Regions from separate parts of the Mus musculus genome. Here all the other regions are linked to region 3. The links are chromatin contacts, called in public promoter capture Hi-C maps. All regions are on one chromosome and are shown on one strand. The core of a region is the stretch at or near the end of the contact, and the rest is flanking DNA. Distances in the headings are between cores, read along the strand shown.

Evidence for each region. Promoter capture Hi-C pulls out the DNA fragments that hold promoters and counts their contacts.
Region 1: a promoter capture Hi-C map of liver shows a contact between it and region 3, with 3 times the contacts expected there. The contact joins the promoter of Kdelr3 here to the promoter of A730060N03Rik in region 3. A contact is called at or near these places in 2 of 39 promoter capture datasets (both in liver).
Region 2: a contact with region 3 is called in a promoter capture Hi-C map of liver, with 4 times the contacts expected there. The contact joins the promoter of Dnal4 here to the promoter of A730060N03Rik in region 3. A contact is called at or near these places in 2 of 39 promoter capture datasets (both in liver).

Annotation. Positions count from the first base shown.
Region 1 is chr15:79,515,049-79,518,611 of GRCm38.p6, forward strand. It overlaps Kdelr3 (KDEL (Lys-Asp-Glu-Leu) endoplasmic reticulum protein retention receptor 3), which reads left to right and starts at 1,360. Exons shown (of 5, transcript NM_134090.2): 1 at 1,360-1,592. The coding sequence starts at 1,502.
Region 2 is chr15:79,772,698-79,776,572 of GRCm38.p6, forward strand. Dnal4 (dynein, axonemal, light chain 4) reads right to left here and starts at 1,770. Exons shown (of 4, transcript NM_017470.2): 1 at 1,662-1,770. It overlaps Gm30977 (a long non-coding RNA gene), which reads left to right and starts at 1,831. Exons shown (of 4, transcript XR_875488.3): 1 at 1,831-2,089.
Region 3 is chr15:78,116,488-78,120,229 of GRCm38.p6, forward strand. It overlaps A730060N03Rik (a long non-coding RNA gene), which reads left to right and starts at 2,308. Exons shown (of 2, transcript XR_875456.2): 1 at 2,308-3,742. It overlaps Cacng2 (calcium channel, voltage-dependent, gamma subunit 2), which reads right to left and starts at 2,793. Exons shown (of 4, transcript NM_007583.2): 1 at 2,194-2,793. The coding sequence starts at 2,404.

The DNA.
Region 1 (3,563 bases), core at 110-2,609, 1.4 Mb after region 3:
AGTAAGCAGGGAGTAAGAAGACTCAGAACAAGAAGAGCAGCCTTCGAGAGATTTAGACCAACTGAGGCACCTGGGAAGGATATTCTCCAACCTGCTGAGCTGCCTGCAGGCAGTGGGAAGAGCTCCAGGTTCCCAGCTTGGTGAGCTGTCACCCATGCTGGGTGGGCTTTGGTGATGCAGCTGTCTCTGAGTCATTCCTGCTCCTGTAAGCAACCCTTCACCCATATTCCTCTAAGTAACTCCAGCAAAACTCATTAATTCATGAAGCTGGATATTGGTACTATCTGTACTTTAGGCTGTCGTGGGCTCCCTATCTGGGGTGAGCAGACAAGTGTGTTTCATCTCCCCAGGAAAGGTGTGTGTGTGTGTGTGTGTGTGTGTGTGTGTGTGTGTGTAGATTCACAGCAAGCTGCCCAGGGTCCCCCATGCTGCACCCCCCAGGCAGTGCTACTGGTCACATGCAAAGCCTCCCAGAACTGCTTTGTGCGGGGAGTAATGGTAAAGCAATGGAGGCCAGGAAAGAGTTGGCGAACACCGTAAGCAACAGATCTTCATCCTGCCGAAGCCTCTCCTGCACACAGAGGGAGCCAGACGAAGCCATTTCTTTAGGAAGAAACCAGCTACAGGAGGGAGGGGGGCTGGGATCAAGGAGAAGGCAGAAAGGCCCTTGGTTTATCGGTTCCATAGCTATAGATTAATAGACCTGTGCCCAGAGAGGATGCTTCACATAGCAATGGAGGCCTCCAGCCCACCTAAGATTCTTCCTACTCTATCCTGCCTGCCTCTATGCCGTGCTTGGAGTTTTTCCTGGTCAGTGAAGTTCTTTCCAGTGTCTTCCCACATGAAGAAGAGGGGGGCAGAAATGAAGGCGGTGGGCATCCCCAACACACTCAGCCTCTTTTACACCATTAGCATCTCCCTTGTAGTCAATACTGAAGCCCAGAAAGGGGACTCAGAGTCAGCCTCTCTCCCCACCGGAAACCATCAACAAGGTTATCTCAGAGCTAGCTCAGGTTATCTCAGAGTTTAACAGGTGATGGCTCCTTTCAGCACCACTTCCCGGGAGTTCCAACCTGGGAGGTCTTCCGCGGCTGAAAGCCTGCTTCCACCACCCAGGGCCCAACAGAGCTATGAAAGTCAGGACTTGAAGTGAGTGCCAGGCCCTGACTGTGGTTTCTGGGGATGAGAGGAACACTTGGTGCCTACGCAGGACCAGAGAGGGAGGGGCTCGGCTTGGGCCAGCAGCGGCTGTGTAAGCTGCCCCGCCTGTCGGCGTGGGGACGTGAGAAGCGCTGCTTCCTGGCTCCTGTCCCGCGCCTGGCCGCCCCGCCACGTCACCGCGCGGCCAAGGGTGCGCGCGGCGGGAGCGCGCCAGCAAGGAGGCGCGGCACCGGCCTGGGGCACCGCGAGGAGCAGGGACGGGGACGTGGCAGCGCCCCGCGCAACAGAAAGTTCCCTGGGAAGTTCTGCGCGACACGGCGCGGGAGCGGCGGGCGGGACCATGAACGTGTTCCGAATCCTCGGGGACCTGAGCCACCTCCTGGCTATGATCTTGCTCCTGGTGAAGATCTGGAGGTCCAAGAGCTGCGCCGGTGAGCGGCGCCCGGGGCGGGGCGGGACCGGACCATGGTGAGGACTTAGGCTCAGAGGGAAGCCGGGCGCGCGCGCTTCCAAAAACTTCAGCGAAGTTTTTCGACATCAGAGGATCCGGGAGATTATGAGGGAGCGTGGCTTCTGTCTCCATGAAGAGCCCTACCTCACGCTTCTCGCCCTATCCTTAACTGGGCAGCTGGCAGTATCACGGCTGCTGGGCGAGGAGTGGAGGGGGACCTTCCCCTGGGAGGAGACCATATTTGAAGTCGCCTTAGTCGTCGAGTCTTCATTCTCTCCTGCCTTTTATTTCCCCAGAGAGAGCCTTTTCCTGCCAGCTGGTGATATCAGCCTGGCCCAGGGATGTGGAGCTGGCTCTGAGTGGAAGGCGTTGGAGGGGCTCGCGATTTGTCTACAGGTCTAGCGGCCTTGCTGGGATGGGAAATATCTGGAGGCTGGGTTGATGATTTCAGTCCCCGGGTTAATAAGAAGCTGCCCATTGTCTTTCAGCCATCTCCGTTCCTAGCGTTCCCTGCCTGTCCCAGGCATGCAATTGAGTGTGAGCTCAGACTCTACCAGAGCTGGGGAGGCAGAGAGCAGCTGAGGGCTACGTGGACAGAGAGGATGGGCAGGGTATGTGCTCAAGGTACAGGGTACGGTGTTGAGAACACCCGTGCAAATACGTAGAAGCCACAGGGCATAGGGCATGTCCTGGGAAGGACACAGGAGGAAGAGGAATCCAGAAGGTAGGATGGACTAATGGTGAAAGGCTTTTTCCGGTCACATTCGGGATCCAGGATGAAGGAAACCATCGAAGAAGTAGGAGCAGAGGCAGAGGCTCAGCAGGTCTCTTGAGACTCCGGAAATGGAGGTTGAGAGCATTTTGAGATGTCACCTGGGAGGCTGATCAGGAGAGGGACTTGGTTGAGTATGGATCAGACACATTTTGGATCCAGTGGCTCTGGACTGAATTAGACGTTACCGGGGGTTTGTAGTAGTCAGTTGCCTGAGAGATCGTCTCTCACGGCCCTTCTGCTTGCTGGGCCTGTGACTTTGCTTTAGAGGTCCGGGGTAGGATTGGGGGAGTGCTTGTTACCTCCTCCCTCATCCTGTGAGGGACACTGTGCCCTGATACCCCAATGCCCTGCCTTAGGGAGCTGACCTACTGAGAGACCAGCAGAAAGCGACAGGAGGAGCAAATCAGTATGCGTTGCTGTAGGCGAAAGAAAAATGGCAGCTGGTGCCAGCCCCAAATGCCAGAGACACACTGGCCACTGTCCCACTGTCCTGCTGAGTTGTGTAGCCTGGGGCTTCTGTTTCCCTATCAGTCAGAGGGACTCACTCACGGTGTCTCTCTTCTCCTGGGCTTCTGGTAGGGATAGTGTTTATGTGTTTATGTGTGGAGCCACTATGGGTAGAACCCTGAGCCTACAAGGTTAAGAGGACTGGAGGATATAGTGGCCAGGTATCCCCCATGAAGCTGCTGCCTAGACTGTCCTAATAGGGCAGGTGCCTCTTTGGCAAGGGCTTGGTGAAGGGGCAACACAGCCAGCCCCACCTGGTCTAGGTCGCCTCCCCATCTGTGTCACCCCCTATAGGAGTTCCTTTATGGCCTCGTCTGTCTCCCTGCTAGGCTCTACTCAGGTCCTAGGTCTTGGTCACATGGCTCCAATCACATGTGCGGGGGATGGGGGGGAGGGGAAACAGGACTACTAGTGAGGAATGTGAGGCCCACACTCGCCTGCAGCCGGTATCTGGGCCCAGTGTTCTTCAGAGTGGGAGAGACCTTAGGAGTCTCCTCCATCATTAAAAATGTCACTCTGACTGGGTAGTGGTAGCACGCTCCATTAATCCCAGCACTTGGGAGGCAAAGGGAGGTGGATCTTCTTGAGTTCAAGGCCAGCCTGGTCTACAGAGAGAGTTTCAGGATAGCCAGGGCTACATAGAGAAACCCTGTCTCGAAAACATACAAA
Region 2 (3,875 bases), core at 520-3,019, 1.7 Mb after region 3:
TTTGAACTCACTGAACCACTGAGCTCCTGATGACCTTGAACTTGTGATACTGCTGACACAGCCAAGCCCTTGGGTTGCAAGCATCACGACCTTGCCTGGCTTCTTGGAGCTTTCAGGGTGGCTGGCAGCACAGAGGTTGGGGAGTTGGATTGACAGGGATGGCAGCCAGGAAGCTACAGCGATCAGCCCAGAAAACAGGCCTAAGAGGCCAGAATGGTCTCAGGAATGGGGAGGGTGTGATACCCCACGGAGAGAGAATCAAGGTAACTTGATAACTTTCTCAGAGGGATGAGCCTACCAGAGCATGGAAGAAACCAGGTAGAACAGATAGGCAGGCCAGCTTGATGCTAGCAGCTGGCAAAATGCAAATGGAGACATTTAGTCAGGAGGAAAAGATGGCAGAGTCATGGATGGTTGGAAAAGGGAAGCTATGAATCCTCGTATCACTGTACCAACCTCTTTCAGTTTCCTCACTCCTGTACCCCAAGAATTCCTAGCCACAGGGGAAGAGCAGAGCCAGACAGCAGGCCTGAGGTTCATCTGCAGACAGTGGCTACTGAGTGGGATACTGCGCAGGAAAGCACTGGGCTCTTCCCAGGAGGGAAAGTGTGAGGTCATAACAGACAAAAAGAAGAAATTAGGGGGTGGAGGTCAGTTTATAAAGTGCTTGCTACAAAAGTATGAAGACCAGAGTTTTCTATCCCAGCACCCGTGTAAAGGGCTGGGTGAGGCGGCCATGCCTGTGAGCCCAGCATTGGAGAGGCAGCTGAGAGGATGGATCCTTGGAAGCTCATTAGCCATGAAGCCCAGTGGTGAGCTCCTGGCATCAAAGAGGGAGACCCTGTCTCAGACAATAAGGTGGAGAGTGATTGTGAAAGACACCGAATGTTGACTTCCAGCCTCCACATGTAACTGCACACACAGGAACGCACATACACACAGAAAAAAGACAAGTGAGCAAGTACCGTCTACACTGGACTGGACCCTTTGTACTTCATTTGCCAAAGGAGATGAACTTCAGACTATTGGCTTTATAGATGCACTGACTGGTGCCCAGAGAGATCTTAGGTAGTTCTTACCAATGGGAATCCAACTTAAGTTTGCCAAATTCTTTGCATTACATAAAAGGTTAGGAGAACACACATCCTAAGGGGCGTTGACAGTTAAGTCCCACAACATCATGCTAGGACGTCAGAGTCCAAAAGGCCTTTGCGACCATTCAACCCAATTTCGACTTTATAGATGGGAAGACTGAGTGCCCCCCGTCGGGCAATAGTCAGCCTAGAATCCCAGAGTATCGCCAAATCTCCAAACCAAGTGATCTGGGACGAGGCGATTTAGACCACCAGTCAGCAGCGAGGTGGTGCGGGGACAAAGTGCAGTGGGAGTCAAAACAGGGAGGATGCGAGGGCATGGAGCTAAACAGGACCCAAGATGAGTGAGGAGGAGCGGCCTGCAAAGTGGTGCTGGTGCGCAATGTCACTGCCAAGCTCCGTGGTCTCCTACGTGGGACAAGGGGAGGTCCTGGGCCGGGAACCGCGGGCTGGGGACCTAGGTGGGGCCTAGCGTTGGGCCAGGCCTTGTCCGCCCCGCGCATCCTCCCGCCCTCCCTCAGGGCCAGCCCTCCCCGCCGCGCTGCCCTCCGCACTCCGCGCCCTCACCTGCTCCCGCGGGGGCCGGAGCCGAGGCCACAGCCAGCGCACCCCCGCCAGGGTTGTCAAGGAGCGAGCCAGAGTGTCTTAGCAACCATCACGGAAGTCCCGTCCCGTCACCGGACGTTGACAGCAATATCACTTATTATTGGTGTAGAGAAGTGCCAATTAATTCCGAAGGGGCCTAGGAGGCCGGAGCTTACGCGAGGGGCGTGGCTTAAAGACCGAGGAGGTGGGGCTTCGCTCATAGTCGTCTTAAGCCTGCCGGAGCAGCTGCGGACAGGCAGAAGTAGTCTTTGTAGAGGAACAAACTTCTTAAAGCTGTATTGCCCTGGGAGTTTTCGACATCGAAAATGACAAATGCAGTTTGTTGGTGTCGTGACGCTGATCTGCTATTTTACGACGACCGCAGGAGCCTGATAACCACCAGAACTTAGGTAGTGTTTTAGTCCTTTACAGTGAGTGACTGTCTCATTGATTCGCAACACAGTGCTTACTGTTAACAGCATCCGTGATCCCGTCTGGGCCAATGTGTAGAACTAGAGAGACTGAAGGAAAGAATCAAGGCATAACCTCAGAGAAGGAATCCAGATCTTTCCCTTGTGCAAACCCTCCAGGGTTGCTTTGTCCCAGGGGCTGGGAGACACCTGTACCATCAGATGCAGTTGTCTGGAACCTGCTTCTGATTCTTGGAAAGAAATGACCAAAGAGTGTTAGAGCCTCTTGCTGAGGGGAAGGTGAAGAAGAAGAATGGATCAGTGGAATGCCCCATAATCTAAACATTTATTCTATGCGTATCATGCAATCATTAATGAAGCCCCACTAGCTGGTGATTCTGCGGAAGGCACAGTTCAGAAGGTATAGAGCCATGAGAAGAAATGGAATCGTTTCCGCGTGCTTCTATAGCAGAGACTGGCAGGGTACTGGCTCTTTTTAAGTGGGACAACGAGGCGGGAAGAGCCCAAGATGACCAGAATGCTAATGGGAGCGGGACAGCGGTAGCTCCAAGAGGCCTGGGTGCAGGGTCAACGTAGTAGGAGTGCAGGGTCAACATAGTAGGTCAAGTAGAGGGGAAGACAAAGAAAGAAGCAGGGCAGAAGAAAGAGAGGTTTGAAACACAAGTGGCCCCTGGTGTGAGGTGAGATAGAGTCATTGGTTGCTGGAGAGCTTTGGGGAGAGTGGTAACAAGGTCTGATCTGGGACAGTGGATTAACCTAGCTTGAGTGTACAGACCCAGAACACACACATTGGGCTTGGTTTGAGACTTGGCAGCAGGAATTCAGCTCAGCACACGACAGTTCCTAGCTAGCCTCCCTGGAAAGTTCTGACTGTCTGTGGCGAATCTTACTCAGCCTTCAAATTTCCTTAATCCTCTTTTCCAACTTTCTCCAGGAGATGAAGGGCAGCCTTTGAGGGGGATGACGCTCTCACTTCTGTCACTTACACAAACGACTCCCCCAAAGGGGTCCTTGTTTGCCATCCTCTCTTTCTCGCCTCCCATTCATTCTCCCGCCCACCACAATCTGGCTTCCACTCCCACGATGTTTCTGAAATTCCCTCTCTTGTGGTTACCAGTGACCTTCTGAGGAGCAACAGCAATTGTTAGACCATCTTCCTTCCCTGCTGGCAGCACCAACCGCAGAAACCTTCACACAGTTCTCTATCACAGAGGTAGTACCTATAGATCTTTCTGCAGTGCAGATTCCAGGATCTCCTGCAACGGAATGGAGGATCATAGGGTGTTTTTCTGCAGGCTACCTTGTGGGAGCTACTGGGTAACAGGGTAACCTGGCTCTCTTGTGTCCCCCAGACCTCTAATTCATTTTTGGCTCCCATCTTGGGCTCTTGCTTTGGTCCTTAATATTACTGTGTTTTTCTGACAAGTGGTTATTGTTTCCATAGGAAATGTCAGCCAAGGGCTTATGGTTTGCACATTTGCTTTCCAGCTGATAACACTGTTGCAGGTGGTGGAACCTTTGGGACATCAGACCTAGCTGGTAGGCAGCTAAGGAACATGCCTTGAAGGTTACAGCCCTGCCCTGTCCTGCCCTGCTTCCTGCCTTCCTCTCGGCTACTGGAGCCACCAAGACACAGGAGCCACATCCTGGTTGACATGATTCCCCTCTCTATTATAATGACACTACCTCTGGATTTTAAACCGAAAGAAACTTTTTTTCTTTTTTTGAGACAGGGCTTTCCTGTGTATCCCAGGCTGTTCTGAAA
Region 3 (3,742 bases), core at 1,058-3,557:
GGGACAGTGCCAAACCCACAGCTCCTGTGAGCATCACACAACCCTAGGAGGCGGGGGAGGGGGGGCGGCGGCTGCAATTCTAACACGTTATAGTTGATCGAGGCAGAAGAGAGTAAAGCTCGGAGAGAAAGTTAGAGGAGGTGGGTAGCTTCGGACTTGGAACAGATGGGCGTCTAATGAAAATACTTAAGCCTTTTGATGCACAAGTGACCCAGTGCCATCGCAGTCGTGTCTACTGCGAATTACAAGATGTTTAGAAGATCACAACACTAAGGATCCGTCACACACACAAAAAAATCCCCGATTTAGAAAGCATATTTATACCAAGTCACTGATATCTGACTACATTTGCCCTAAAATAAAAACACAGATTTTTCTCTAATTTTTCTTGGCTGCAGATCTTTTATCCCTCTAACCAAAATCCAAGGAATGCAAACAGCTGCCAGGATCATGTCCCCAAAGCAACCCTCATTCCCTTTGCTTTCTTTCTCTTTCGGCATCAAAGCTTGCCATAAATGTTTAATTACATGGAAGCTGCCTTTTCACTGAAAATGACTGGCGCTATGAAAGGCTTTTCATTTTTTAAGAGAGGCAGAATGCGTGTGTGTAAAACGGTCCCTATTAATTTCCTGATATTGACTCTCTGGCTGAGGAGGAGCACGGAGTGTTCAGCAGAGAGCACCTCTGCAGAATGTTAAAGGCAGCGCTTGGACTGAGAAAGGGTATCAAATGCAGTATGCGTCAAACAGACCATCGCTCAATGAAGTCACTTAGCTATTCAAAACATGTTCAGCCATCACTCAACCGTTTGCACCAAGAACACCGGGAGGGGGCATGTGATGGGAGCTCTTTTCCCAGACCAGTGTTTGGCTTAGTATAGGTTAGACACCCCCCAACCCCCCAGGATCACATCAGTTTTGCCCTCTCCCCCATCTGCTGGCCCCAACTCCCTGCAGCACCATCCCATGTTGAGCTTAACAAACAGTTCTGCAGTGCTCACTTCCCGATGCCACCTCAAAGGGCCTCCAGGCTTGGTTCACATCAGTGGAACACATACAAGCCTCTTTCCATACAGGGGCATATGTGTCTCTCTGTCTGTCTTCCTATAGGTGGCTTTTGCACACAGACAGATATAGCTATGCAAATTCACTCCTTCATATTAAAGTCTGTGGCTAAATGCAGCTTGTATGACCTGCAGAGTTCCCCCCTCTTGTGTTTATTAATGTATCCCAAAAGCACATGCCTTCCTCATGTCCTAGTGTCCTGGCCTTTACATTGTGGGAGCCCCTCAGCCCACAGCACATGCGGCGCACATGCCCCAATGACTCTGCAAGATCAAGACCAACAGCTGACACCCCCACCCCATTTTTTCCCATTCCACCCCTCAACCTCTCCATGCCCTCGCCTCCTGCCTGCACAGTGCTGACTCGACTTGCTTCTGGGTGACAGACATGTCACTCTGCGTGGAAGCAAATCAGCGCTCGGTCTAACCCGCAAGTGACCGCTGTTGATTAGAACTTGGGCTTGTTTCCTGTGAGAGACACATGCATTTTAGACTTCGTAAACGTTAAAAACACACACATACACACAGCCAGCCACCTCGAATGGTACGCGGGGCTCGTAGACATTACGAAATGCTCTTGAACTCGGCTTGAGCTCCTAGAATAATTAGAATCTACCAAATAAGGATTCTTAGAAACAACAGATTTCTTTTTTTAAAGGGAGACTTGCAGATGGTGCTGGGCCTGTAACTTTTGAGGAGCGAGAGAAGAGGAAGAGCATTTTTTTCTGAATCCTTCATTGCAAAAGGCTGAGCAGCACACAGGGAAGCAATTATTTTTCCCTCCTCATAGGTGGCAAAGCCAGACCCAAAGGCAAACCCTAAGGACTCCAAAGCATCCAGAGCACATCTGAACTCTACAGACAATTTCCTGTTTTCACCATACCATAGATCATTCCAATGAGGAGGTTTGGGAGGACGGGGTGGAAGCCAAAGAGTAGAGAGTGTGGGTTCTGCTTATTGATTTTCTTTCCTCTGAAACTAACCCAGTCAACCTTGATCTGCAGCGGCAGCGGCGGAGGGAGTGAAGTGGGAAAATGGTGGAATGTGGAGGGGACTTATTTGGAGGCGGGGGGGGGGGTGTGGAGGGGAGGGGCGGCGTGGGAAGGGGGAGGAGGTTGGAAATCAAATACCTTCGAGGCAGCAGGTTCTCCATAATCCGGAATGGGTCATAACTTCCTCGTTCTTCTTGCTGGTTTCATTCTCACTGACACTTTTGGTCTTGCAAACCCCTCTGGAGTACAGCCAATAGTCGGTTCCCACAGCGATGGTCATCAAGCTGAAGGCAGCGAAAGCACCAACGGTGGTTAAAAGCATTTGAACACCTCGATCAAACAGCCCCATAATTCTTCATTATATAAACACCCAACCGACTTCTGGTTCTCAGGAGCGTGTGTGTGAGGGTGCGATTGGTAATTCCACTACTAATATAATGGATATATGTGTGAATAGAGAATATGGAGAGATATAAAAAAAGGGAGATAAGAAAGCTCACGGAAAAGTGTGTAAATTATAAAGATCACACGGGAAGAGAGGCTTGCCTTTTGAGATCAAAAAACTGTTCCAGTTGCAGCGATTTTTTTAAAAAAAGGGAAAATAAATAAAAAGACACCCCCCCACCCCCCCAAGTGAGATGCCTTAATCTCTTTTCCTAAAATTCTGGTCTCCAGTTTCCATATGTGATCGCTAATTTGGAGATGGCTTCCACAGCGCGCCAGGGTACAGCCGAATTCTCAACACCATCTCTCATGGTCCGGACCTAGACAGTTAGAGACTGGAAGAGCTGGGAAGCAACCTTCGGTCTTCGTTCGCGGCTCTGCGGCCTGCGCCATGAAAATCCGTGGCTTCGCCAGTTCTCTTCCTTGGGGAGGGAGGGGGTCCTCGAGGCGCCTCCGTTTCAGAGGAGACTGCCCAGTCTTCTGCAAGCCCTCGAGCTCAGCTGCACCGGTGAGGGGGTCTCGCCTCCCATGGTTGTGCCCCGGCGGCGGTAACGGCGGCGGCGGCGGCAGCGGCAGCGGCAGCAGGGTTGGCGGGCGCGGTGGCGGCAGGACGAGCAGCCGCGGTTATTGTTGTTGGCGGCGGGGGTAGTGTCGGCGAAGTGGGGGAGGGAGGGGGTTTCTCCCGGAGAATCGAGGCGGGGTTCCCTCCCCCGATCCGCAAAGCTCCTCGGAAGCCAGCGAGCGAGCGAGCGATGGGGCGCGCTAGCCGGCGTCTTGCAGCAGGCAGGCCCGCCCGCCTCCCCCGCTCACGGCCGCGCAGCCCCGGGCCAGGCGCTCCCAGCTACAGCATCGCCGTGGTGCTGAAACGGACAGCTCACCCCGGCCGGGCTCGTCCACTTACTGCATCGCCGTAGTGCTGAAGTGGACAGCTCCCCACGACCGGGCGCTCTCACCTACAGCATCGCCGCGGTGCTGGACTGGACAGCTCTCGGAGCAGGAGCGCCCACCTACTGCGTCGCCGTGGTGCTGAACTGGACAACTCCCCCACTCTGTGCGCTCCCTGCGCTCTGTAGCCGGCCAGGAGTGGGGCCCTGGCCACGGGGCCTCTGTCGTCCGCGGACGGGCCAGGCCAGGGCCAAGCGCAGGGCTGCCTGGCCTCCCGGACTCCTGTTCCACAGTTCCGGAATGAGCGCTGGCCGGGGCCTCCTGGAGCTGGGAGGAAGGCGTAGCTGGCGATCTCTCT